2 separate regions of the Rattus norvegicus genome follow, and region 2 is linked to region 1. Evidence: chromatin contacts called from public Hi-C data. All regions are on one chromosome and are shown on one strand. The core of a region is the stretch at or near the end of the contact, and the rest is flanking DNA. Distances in the headings are between cores, read along the strand shown.

Region 1 (6,305 bases), core at 1,651-4,150:
CAGATCTCTGGCTTAACCTACCCCCTGTCCTATGCTGTGCAGTAATCGCTCCTGCTATTCCAAATCTTCAGTAAAATTCTGTTGCAGACCTTGTCATGGTGTAAGAAAAGAGGGAGGAGCTACTGAAGGGAAGCATACCAAGGAGGGAGGAGGTCATGAGTAGGAACCTGGAGTAACAATAGCTCAGTCAGATGGACGGAGAGAATGCTCATCTGGAGAAAGCAACAGTGATATGACTGGGAGAAGGGGAGGTAAATTTCCCAGACTAAAAAGGTAAAAAATCATTATTAAAAATTTGTCTCAAACACACATATACACACACACACACATATTAATGTATGCTGTCATTAAAATATTTGAAATCTGCCGGACCCATGCTTATCAACTTTGTTTTCAAAAAGCGTATCAATAAACATTCTAAGGATTGCTTACTGCTGTTAACTTTTTGTCTTTAATGTGTAGGAGCATGCTGTCACGCTCTTCAGACACACCAGAAGAGGGCATCGGATCCCATTACAGATGGTTGTGAGCCACCATGTGGTTGCTGGCATTTGAACTCAGGACCTCTGGAAGAGCAGTCAGTGCTCTTAACCACTGAACCAGGCCTCTAACCCCTGTTGTTGACTTTTATTGTACTATGTCTAAATGGTTTTGAAATGATCCCCATTGTCTCGTAAACAAAGAGCACTTTGATGTACATACATGCAAAATAGGAAGGACAAAAGGAAGTATTTTTCCACTATGTATTTGCCTTATTTAACTTCATCTTAACTATTCTTTAGGCGTTTACTCGTTTTCTCATTTAGTTTTGCAGAGAACATTTTATAAAGCTGTGAAATACTGAGCAGAGTGTGGCTGTGCCCTTTCCCCTCACAATCTCAAGAATCCAAGGAAAGTCAAGCAGGAAAACTCAACTGTAGACAGAACTACCTGTGTCCAGTAGAGGAATTTTCATAGTTCTACACTCAAACCAAACCAAACAAACAAAACTAAAACAAACAAAATCGAAACAAGCAAACCAGCAGTTAGCCTTACAGAAGACAGTACATGCCTGTAATCTCAGCACTGAGGAAGATGATGATACGTTTGAGGCCAGCTTGGTCTAAAATAGAGACACTCTGTCTCGGCAAGCAAGCTTGGGGAGGGGCCAGCAGTTAAGAGCACAAACAGGCTCTTCTAGAGAACATGCATTCAGTTCCCACCACACACAGCAGCTCACAAGGGCCTGTAACTGCAGTTTCTGGGGGTCTGGCGCCCTCTTCTGGCCTCTTTGGGCACCACAGGAGCATGTGGTATGCATACACACATACAGATAAAATAAAAACAAAATAAACCTTAAAGGAAAGAAGAGAGAGAGAAAAAAATAAAGCGACTCATTTGTCTCTCAGCAGAACTTTAAGAAACACCAATGCCTGTGATGATTTTCTTTGCACATGCTATTTGATTTTTAGACGAAGCAGGCCATGTACTCTAGAGACTCTGGGGGTTTCAAGATCTCATCTAGTTCCTGGAAACCGCAGGGTCAGGAATCTTATCTTTTGTGCAATATATCGGCAGCTCGTGGGCCTCCCACACTGGGCAGTCAGAAATCTCTTGTGTGGGATATGAAAATAAAAACTGCCCCCTCTCCTCTGTTCTTGATGGAATGGCTTTACACCCAGCAACTCCACTGCCTCAGGGCACTGCCTTAGGTTACAGGAGGTCTGGCAGTGCGAGGACTATGCTGCCATGATGACAATACCATCGGATTGGATGCGAGCTATGAGATGGGGCACTTTCTCAGTCCGCACAGCAGAAAGGCACTAAAGACTAATGACATGCTTAAGGAAGGAAGTTTCTGAACTGTGACCCTGAATGACAGTCAGGGATGGAAAAGTATAGGGGAATTCTAATCATCTGGTTCTGAAATGCCCCAAAGTGTAGGGCATAGCGAAGGCTGCATAAACACATCTACACCGGTAGTAAAGACAGAAGCAGGTACACTGGAGAGCCACCACTCTTAAAGGTATTTTATTTTAAGGAAAACGTGAATTATATTTACTGTCTTACATTATATAACCAGATAAGTCAGCGGCATGAAATCATTCTCCTTCCTGCTTGTCTCACCACAACTCTTGTGTACAGAACTTTCACACACATTTCCACCCTTATTTATACTCAGAGTCTGGGCGGATCACCTGAGCATCGCGGTGACAACGTCTTGGATTCAGCTTTTTTTAAAACAAGCACCCAGTGTGGTGACAGTAGCAGAGACCAACTCGTTCTCACGTGCATTTCTGAGCACCTCTGCTTCCTGGAGGTGTCATTAAACAGAAGGGTCCACAGGAGATTAGGAACAGGTTTATCCTCCCCCGCCCTCCTCCTTCCTCCCATGAACATAGCCATCCAGACTTCCCGGAGAAAGGCCCAGCCTGAGCCAGGATCCGCAGAGGATGCGGGTCCCCGCGCCTCTGCAAAGCCCAGGAATGGCAGCGACCAGGCCGGGGTGGGCACGAGGTGAAGCGGAGCGGTGCCCAAAGCTGCTGCCAAGGCTGGGGCAAGGCAGCGATTGCCTCAAGCGGGAGAGGCAGGGAGAGGGTTTCCTAGTCCCCCGAAGTCTCCCGAGGTACCTGGGAGGGGGCTCGGCGATCTCGGAAGTTGGGGTCAGCCGAGGGAGCGAGCTTCTTACCTGGCCAGGATGGCTGGTGTGGTTGAAGGAGTAGATGTTCTCGGTGCTGAGACTCACCACGCCGCTGTAGACGCGATCGAAATCCGCTCCTCTGGCGGGGTCGCGCGGATTGCGGGGCAGCTCTGCCGACCGCTTGAGGGGCTCTGCCCGGTGGCCAGGGACCGCCGCCCGTAGGAGCCAGGGCAGCGCGCAGAGCAGCGCCAGCCGCGGGCAGTCGAGCATGATGGGCGCCGCGCTCCGGGAGGCCCCCGAAACACAAGCAGCCCGAGGAAGGGGCGAGCACCGAGATGGTCCTTCCGAAGCTGCCTGTGGCGCTGGGTGCTGGCTTCAGCAGCAGGGTGGTGTGTGGCCAGCCCCGCCGCCCAACGCCCTCAGCGCGCTGGAGAGGAGCAGATCAATACTGATGTGCCACCTGGGGTCTCCAAAGAAGGTCACGCGTGTGGAGTAGGGGCAACGGGAGGCGTGGGGGCCAGGGAAGGATGCTTTCCCCTTCCACTTTTAAGTCTCCCCTTTCTCATCGCTGAAAACCTTCCAGTCACTCAGAAAAAAAATGTCACTGATCTCTTTCCTCTCAACCTCAAACCACCAACGACAAACCAACCCCTCAGAGAAGTAGCTGCTAGTCTAGAAGAATCGGTGTGACCAGCCATCAAGGAGGAAATCAGGTGCACGGCAAACGAAAGTGCGCTCTAGCTGCAGGCAAGCGAATAGAAAGCAAAAGAGAGTGCCCCTCTCGAGAGGATGCACCAATTCGATTTTACAGTCGCTTCCAGCAGGACTCTCGCAGGTGTGAAATGTCACTGGCTACCCGCCCTGCTCGCACAGAAGCCCTTCTCAGACACCTGGCCTATTTCCTTATTGCTCTCGCTCTCCAAGGAGAGACTCACGTCATCGTGCCCCTGCCATATGTACACGTATGTAAATATGTACAGTTACAAAATATAGATACGGTCAAGAGAAGAGAACAGTCCCCAGCTCGGTTTGAAGACTGCTTCCGGAAGTTTGAGAGACCAGATTTAGACAGATTTCATTGTTTTCCATTCCAGCCTTTTGTGCCGTTTAACTCGGCAATATTTTCTTTGAGATTCTAGAAGAAATTTTCAGGATTCTAAATAGCACTTTTTTTTTTTTTGGCTCAATTTAATTTGATATTTTATTGAGGCAGAGTCTTCCTACATAATCCAGACTGATCTTGAGCTTGGAATCTTTCTCCCTCAATCTTCCAAGTGTAGCACTGAGAATATTTATGCAATTTCCCCCAACACTTAATGAAATTTAATAAACTTGAAATTTCCGAAGGCCCTTGAGGCTTGCCGCAGTGACCAGTTGGAACAGGCTTTGAGACGGAAAATCCGTCGCAAACTTTATGAGACCTGGGGATCAGCTCCTTTGCAGGGCCGTGTGTTCTTTTGCGGTCTAGCATCTCTTTATTAGAACGATAATTCATACTCTCAGCTGGAATTTGCCCCCCCCCCCACTCGCTTGCACTAGTTTTGCCCTCTAGAGCCACAGGAATGAAGCTAATTCTTCCACACGGTGGCTTTGTAGGTATGTAAAGGGAGCTATGACCTTTCAGAGGATCCTTCAAGGTTTTGCCCGTCTGGAATTTGACATTGATCCACTGAGAACGGTTATGCGATTAGATGGTATTGAAAAATGTATATTTTTTTGGTGTATCAGAGTAGGGTAGAACACAGATATGGTCTCCACAAGCCCTTCGCCTGAGCTGCCATTACAGATCTTCGCATTCTTCGACATTTCTTCACTCCAACATATCCCTTTGGACAAACAAGATAAAAATCATCCTTCGGTCTGGAGTTTGGGGGTTTGTTCCACAGAGAACAACTATATGATTAGCTGCAACTGAAAAAATCCTTTCACCATTGTACGACATTAGTGCTGAATAAAAAAGATTTATTTGAAATCAACATAGGTGGCCTGTATACCAGAAAATGGAGTTATACAAGACATATGACTGGGGGCGGAGGGTAGCCACCAGTGAGTCCCAGATGCCAGGAAAGCAAGAGTCCCCCAGGACCCAACAGGGATGATTAGCTGAAATGCCCAACAAAGGGGAGGGAGAATCTATAGAGGTCATATCTAGAGGTTAGATAATAGGCCATAACTAGAGGTCCCCTGTTGGGGGATGGGGCCACCCACTCATCTCCAAATCTTTAACCCAGAATTGCTCCTGTCTAAAGGAAATGCAGGGACAAAGTGTGGAGCAGAGACTGAAGGAAAGGTCAAACCATGACCTTGGCAGCAAGTGGTGCAGACACTAGGTTTTGGTACAGTATGTCAGTTGGCCTTTGTCCTGATTTCAACATAGGTCCATCAGAAGAGGTCAGGTATGCTGCCCAACATGAGCTAGATGGCTACGAGCCAGCCCTCGGTGTTTCTGTGAGGAGGACCCAAGCAGAGCCTGCCTGAAGCCTTCCCTTATTTTCTTTTTCTTTCTTTCTTTTTTTTTTTATTAACTTGAGTGTTTTTTATTTACATTTCGAGTGTTATTCCCTTTCCCGGTTTCCGGGCAAACATTCCCCTAACCCCTCCCCCTCCCCTTCTTTATGGGTGTTCCCCTCCTCATCCTCCCCCCATTGCTGCCCTCCCCCCAACAATCACCTTCACTGGGGGTTCAGTCTTAGCAGGACCAAGGGCTTCCCCTTCCACTGGTGATCTTACTAGAATATTCATTGCTACCTATGAGGTCAGAGTCCAGGGTCAGTCCATATATAGTCTTTAGGTAGTGGCTTAGTCCCTGGAAGCTCTGGTTGCTTGGCATTGTTGTTCATACGGGGTCTCGAGCTCCTTCAAGCTCTTCGAGTTCTTTCTCTGATTCCTTCAACGGGGGTCCCGGTCTCAGTTCAGTGGTTTGCTGCTGGCATCCGCCTCTGTATTTGCTATATTCTGGCTGTGTCTCTCAGGAGCGATCTACATCCGGCTCCTATCGGCCTGCACTTCTTTGCTTCATCCATCTTGTCTAATTGGATGGCTGTATTTGTATGGGCCACATGTGGGGCAGGCTCTGAATGGGTGTTCCTTCTGTGTCTGTTTTAATCTTTGCCTCTCTATTCCTTGCCAAGGGTATTCTTGTTCCCCTTTTAAAGAAGGAGTGAAGCATTCACATTTTGATCATTCCGTCTTGAGTTTCATTTGTTCTAGGCATCTAGGGTAATTCAAGCATTTGGGCTAATAGCCACTTATCAATGAGTGCATACCATGTATGTCTTTCTGTGATTGGGTTAGCTCACTCAGGATGATATTTTCCAACTCCAACCATTTGCCTACGAATTTCATACAGTCATTTTTTTTGATAGCTGAGTAATATTCCATTGTGTCGATGTACCACATTTTCTGTATCCATTCCTCTGTTGAAGGGCATCTGGGTCCTTTCCAGCTTCTGGCTATTATAAATAAGGCTGCTATGAACATAGTGGAGCATGTGTCTTTTTTATATGTTGGGGCATCTTGTGGGTATATGCCCAAGAGAGATATAGCTGGATCCTCAGGCAGTTCAATGTCCAATTTTCTGAGGAACCTCCAGACTGATTTCCAGAATGGTTGTACCAGTCTGCAATCCCACCAACAATGGAGGAGTGTTCCTCTTTCTCCACATCTTCGCCAGCATTTGCTGTCA
Region 2 (6,305 bases), core at 2,011-4,510, 48 kb before region 1:
GAATTATAAAAAGATTGCTTTAACGTATATAACATCCTCCCCTCTTCTTTTTGGTTGATGTTTTATAATACAGAAAGGATCTGATGTTACAATAACAATCTAAAACCAAAACAGGTGGTAGGTTTTTATTTTATTTTTCTCATTGAACTCAAAACTAGGTTTTCTTTATTTCTCTCTTGCCTTCTTTTCTTTGTATTGGTGAGAAGCCAGCTACTTCTTATCTCTCATCAGTGTCAGCAAACACGGACTGCCCACTCAGGTACATGGGCGTTATTTGGTATGTTGTTATTATTTGGGTTTTGGGGGAGATGAATGATAAGAGGATGACACAAGTCCACAGCCTGTCTATTCTGGAACTCTGTAATCTTACATGCTGGGGGGCTGACATGACAGTAACGGGGCTCACCATGATGTTCTGAACGGAGACAACTGAACACGGATAAGCCTTCTCAGACACCACTTTAATGATAACGGAGTCCACATCTTCAGGAAATTTGTATAGAAAATACTGAGAATGAGAAAATGAGAAACGTGCGTGATGTATTAATCTTAGGGAATGTTTAAAGAAACTCAAACTATCATCCTTCATGCTTGGGGTGGTTTTCTCTACCATTAGGTGTGCATTTCCGATGCAGAGTTCAGTAACTGGCCACTGTTTCAGGCTTCTGTTCATCTCTTACATATTGACCAATGACCTGTTCCCCACCAGACGCCACTGTGCAGACACGAGGAGGAGTGCAGCGGAGTGAGTGGCCATGTCTACAAGGCTGCCTTTCCATTTTGTGAGGTGGACATTTCTTATCAACCAGCTTATAATGGGCTTGGCTCTAAGTTTTCTTCTTAGGCACCCTGCTGTCAGCCTCCTTCAAAGTCAGAGATAGATACACAGGATGTGACGTCAGACAACAGCTCTTACTGTGTGGTAGTTGTGAAATGTGAAACCACATCTTGAATAGCAGATGTTCCTGTTCCTCAAGAATTTTGACCTTGTTAGAAGGAAGAATTAGCTTTAGGTCAGCCTTTCCTAAAACTTTTGGTAAAGAATTCTTTCCCTGACTGAGAAATTCTTGAGAATTCTACATTGAACGATTAAGTTTGACATTGTTGACATTGAGCCCTTGAAATATGTCCATGACTTTGGGTAAATGTATCTTTCAACTATCAGTATGAAAGACCCCAGTTTAGCAGCAGTAACACCATTTTGCAAGGCTGTACTTAAGATGACTGGTTCAGGGAAAGGTTAGAACACTGAGTACACAGCGGCTGCCAAGCAGGATGTGTTTGGTTGAAGGCCTGGCAACAGGACGACTGCGGTTGAGCACCTGACAATGAAAAAAAAGCCCCGGGAGAGGTCCCACACCTTGGTGGGGGGCCGAGTCAGTCGTTATGTTCCAAGAAGGTAGCTAAGAAACTTGCCCCCGGGCTGAACCCTTGGGGGGCCGAGTCAGCTGTTATGTTTCAGGAAGGTAGCTAGGAAACTTGCCCCCGGGCTAAACCCTTGCCATATTAGAATCCACCAATTATATCCCTGTAACCATACATCTGCTTCTGTATGCTTGCTTCTGCTCCCCAAAATCCTATAAAAAGCCCATCCTTGGTTCCGTGGGGCACGCCAGTCCCCCGAGAGACTGAAGCGCCCACAGGTGCCTGTGCCTGTGTATCCCGACAATAAACCAAATCCTCTTGCTGATTGCATCCTGTGGTGTCTCGGTCTGGTCATTAGAGTTGGAGGGTCTCCATCCCGAGGGAAAGTTCTCCCTGAGAGCTTTTCAAGTAGACCCCTCCCGTGTGTGTGTGTGTGTGTGTGTGTGTGTGTGTGTGTGTGTGTGTGTGTGTGTGTGTGTGAGAGAGAGAGAGAGAGAGAGAGAGAGAGAGAGAGAGAGAGAGAGAGAAGTGGTGTGCCTATAAAGGCCAGAGAGGGCGCCCACTAAGACAGAAGGCAAGCTATGTGTGTTCACAAGCAGCCCAAGGTGGGTGCTGGCAATCACACTCCAGTCTTTTGTGGGAGCAATGTGTACTCTTGACCTCTGAGCTATCTCTCCTAACTCACAAGCAGCATTGCTAACAGAAAGACGTGACACTACTGACCTACCTCAGTTACAAATCCATTGGAAAAACACATTAATTTTTAAACATTTTAAACATTTAAAAATGGGGGATGTGTGTGTGAGGAGAATTTAACCCAATAATTTCAAGTGTGGCAACTTTATGAGAAACATCAAATTTGTGACTAAGGTTTTGTGGAAACCTTCCCAAACAGTTCTGATATCTTACAGACTTGGTAAACATATCACTTTTAAAAAGAGATAAGAAAGCCAAAATTTGATTTGTATTCTAATATGGCCTTTACTAATGCTGTTTTGAGAACCAATTCAATATAAATAGAAAGTCAAAATTTTTAAAAAGCCATTCACATTCCTGTTTAGAAATCTTTCCATGCCATGTATGAGTATATTTTGGGGCACAATTCAAATACAAATAGAGTTATTCCAAGGAGAAGCCTAGGTGTCCTAGGGTGCTCTCAGGACAGCCATACTGTGTAACTAAATTACTGTGAGCAACGAACATATATTACTAGATTTTTTTTTTGGTAAACTGCCAATATTTTTGAACACCTATAAATATATCAAACTATTATCAGCCTTATTTATCTCTAAATTACTACAAAGTCAAAGGGATGTTTTAGACTCCTGCCTCAAAATATGTTTTAATCAGAAAGAAACATTCTGTTTTTATTTTATGTGTATGTTTTGTTTGCATCTATGTCTGTGTACCCACATGCATACAATGCCCCTGGAGGCCAGAGGAAAGCATTATATCCCCTAGAATTAGAATCAAATGCTGTTATGAACCACCGTGTGGGTACTAGGAACCAAATTGGGGTCATCTACAAAAGCAGCAAAGTGCCCTTAATTGTTGACCCACATATCTAGGTCCCCTAAATATCCCTTGAATTTAAGTGGTCACTAACTATTAAGAAGAACAAATTGTGCCCTGCTATCTTTCTTGCCAGTATGTACCTAAGATGACTTTCATAGAAAGGAACTTTAAATCTTAGTTTTGTTGAGGGTCAGGTGTGTGTGTGTGTGTGTGTGTGTGTGTGTGTGTGTGTGTGTGTGAGCTAGAACACTCGCTTAGCATGTACAAGGTCCAGAGTCAATCCCCAGAACTGCAAACAAAAGTGGGCATTCATTTACTCAGGTTTGGGAGCACTGCCTTGTATAACTACTCTCAACGTGATCAATGACATCATGTGGGCCATTTGAAATCCGCCATCGTAGAGAACAAAAAGGCCTTATGCACACAGATAAGCACCAGAGAGGCCAGGGTAGTGAAACACACGGCTTACCTCTTCAATGGAACGAGGTGCACCGCTGCTTTTCCTGGAATGCCAGGGATGATGGACTTTTACAACCCTGTGATCGCTTGCTGTCTGAGGAGACAGGCTCTGCCCCTATCTCCCAGAATTTTTGTTTTTAATTATCCCAGACCCGTTTCCCCTAAATCATGAGCACTGCTTTTAGGCCATAAAACCAATCAATCAGGACTGATGTCAAACCTAAGTGACTTCTATGTTGTCTTAGGGCCAATGCTGACACCCACAGCTTGTATGTTTACTTCAGTCAAAAATCCCTGGACCTTAAGTCTTGGGCACTATCTCTGGGTCAAAAGTACCCATTCTTGTGAAGGAAGCCGGATGTACTTTGTAAAGAATCTCAGCGTCAATATACCTTAAACTGTTGTGTGCTTGGGATTGAGTTGTTACCTGAATTCCCTTTTCTAAAACTGTGCCATGCTTGAATATAGAAATGATGTGGGCCAGACTCTAGTTGCCCTGCTCCAGCATCCAGTTCACTAAAACAAGGCTGAGACGACTTTCATTCTTACCCCATCCTGGTTGTTTTCCTGTCTGCTGTAAAGCCTGCAGGGGAATCACCACAAGCTGCAGTGGAGGAATTTATACCCCAGGAATAGACAGAAGCTACACTACTAGATGTGAAGTACGTACAAGCGCATCAATGATTGTAATAGACTTATGACAGTCCATAATATTTATTATCACCAGTTTTACTGTGTTCAAAACAAAAGCTAGGTGACCCTTCCTGAGCAAACTCATAGTAAAGCCTTCAGACATATAGCATAGGTATTGTGGCTGTAGACCAGTCTTTTGTTTTTGTTTCAAGATGGTGCCTTAGTATGAAGCTCAGGCAAGCTTGGAACTTGAGTGTAGCTCGGTCTGGCCTCTAGCTCACACTTCTCTGGCCTTGGTGAAGATGTTTAAAGTGGTAGGATGATGGTGTGGACCACTATGAGGGGCCAAGAAGCCATTTTGAACTTGTTACATATAGATTTTTTTGGAAGCCACAAAAGAAAAGAAAAGGTAGTTAGAAATGTCATCAGAAAAACGGCCTCAAAAAGAGTTTCATCTATCTGTTCTGCTTGAGGTTATTTTTTATTGGGGAATGCATAAAAATAGCTAATTATTTTTACTGACGGGGACTCAAATCCAGTCTGCCAATATTGCAGCAGGAATGGGAGTCTTTTATTTTTATATTTTCAGCACAGCCGTGGCATATGTTTGCTGTTCTTCCATGCTCTGTCTCCCCACCCCATCTCAACCACCAGGTCTACAATCCCCAAGTTTGTGTTGTTTGTCTCCTCATCCTTCCCACAGCACTTAGTACTGACCATCCAACATCCCCTGCGACATATCAGACACGTGACTTTACTCAATGACACACCTAGGAACGCTAGTGTGCTTCCCATTTGTCCCAATAAAGGTGGTAAGATTAAATGCTGTGTCCAAGATCCCACTAAGAATACATAAGGCAAGCTCCGGGATAGTAACACAGACTGAGTTCACTCTCCCTGTGCCATGTAGGCTCTAGTTAACTATGGGAGCCCTTTACTTACCTGAGGTTGAGAGGGGCTGGCAGTGAAGTAGAAGGCAACATTCGTCCTGAGAAATATGAGGGGAAAATGAGAGAAAAGAATGAGTTAGCAAGCAAGAACTAGTTACTTAAAGGAGAACAACCTTAACCTAGATGCCCGGTGCCTTACTCTTTATGAAAAACATTTGGTTCTGCAATCTGATAAACGTAAAGGAGGCTTTGTGTTTTCAACAATAACGAATGATGAAATTGGGGAAGATGATTGTTTTTACATCTTTAAATATCCATTAGGTCATTTTGGTTGCCTCTGCCTCTGGACTCTCTTAAGATATTCCAATCAAGTAATATAATCAATCAAACTTGATCCTGAGAAGTGGGTAGCAAGAGAGGAACTGCAGGCATGAGTCCTTTTGTAGGCGCCACTCCATGATAACTTTAATGGATCCACACCAAAAGAGCAGTGCTTTAAAATCAGGATAAATAGATGGCCACTGTGGGACAATCGTCAGGAGTAGCACTAAGCTCTTCTTGCCCTGAACTTCTCCCCAGTCTCTTGCAACGCCTGCTGAATTCTGCAAAATTTCATCCTCTTTGGCTTTAGGTTTGTCTTCTAAAGCCCATCTATAAAATAAAAGTACCATCCAACGAACACAATGACGTTACTTGCTCTCTAAATGGAGTTTCCTGTGACTAGGTTTGTCATATACTAAGACAGCAAGGATCCAGGCACAGGGAGAAGGAGAGGGTTAGAATTTTGTAAGAGGCATAAGGTTTTGTAGCACCAAGTGCTTCACAGTGTGAACGTCTTTGAAGTATTTCAAGAGGCTGGGAAATACAAAGACGAATTTGTTTTCCACAAGGGCTGCCCTTTTGCACATGCTCTTTGTGGCTCTGGCCTCATCTTATCACGGTAGATCACTCTCAACTCCACCACACCTGAGCTTCCAAGACTGATGAAAGGGCCACCCTCCTATCGTGTACCCCTCCTTGCATTGCTGTGTCTGAACCTGAACTTCTAGGTTCTTCACCATCTTCATTCCCTAGGATTCTCTGAAGACTTTCCTTCTGTTTTTTGCAGAGCTGGCAGTAGTTACAACATCAACAGTATGTCCATGGAGATGAAACAATATTTGCTAGTGTGGCCTTGACTGAAGTGAGCAGGGTGTATCATATCACAGGCCCCCACTAGTTAACAGCACAAAGCTAAGAAAACCCACTGGCATTTCTAGTGTTAGAGCAAGGGGCATCAAAAGTTTCCATTCATTTCTTTTAAAATGAAACAGGAAACAAATGCTTACTTGAGAGATTAAACCCCACTTTGTTCAGCTGCTTGGACTGGTAAAGTAAGGGAAGAGGGGAAAGAAAGACTCTTGAGTCAGGAGAGGAGATGCACGTAAGGAGAATAGAGAAGAG

The links. A called contact is a pair of places that touch in the nucleus more often than the background predicts.
Region 2: a contact with region 1 is called in a Hi-C map of liver, with 2.4 times the contacts expected there. The contact joins the enhancer-like site here to the promoter of Sidt1 in region 1. A contact is called at or near these places in 2 of 12 Hi-C or Micro-C datasets (hepatocytes and liver).

The regions. Positions count from the first base shown.
Region 1 is chr11:69,866,043-69,872,347 of GRCr8, reverse strand. Sidt1 (SID1 transmembrane family, member 1) reads right to left here and starts at 2,900. Exons shown (of 26, transcript NM_001100653.1): 1 at 2,669-2,900. The coding sequence starts at 2,890.
Region 2 is chr11:69,914,361-69,920,665 of GRCr8, reverse strand. Sidt1 (SID1 transmembrane family, member 1) reads right to left here. Exons shown (of 26, transcript NM_001100653.1): 4 at 4,915-4,960; 5 at 407-508. Among named protein-coding and RNA genes, the nearest start is that of Sidt1, 48 kb to the right of the region's middle. Within about 2 kb of position 3,260, at least 2 of the 93 cell types and tissues checked have an H3K27ac peak or open chromatin away from gene starts, as enhancers often do. A contact at or near this core is called in hepatocytes and liver, where this site is marked.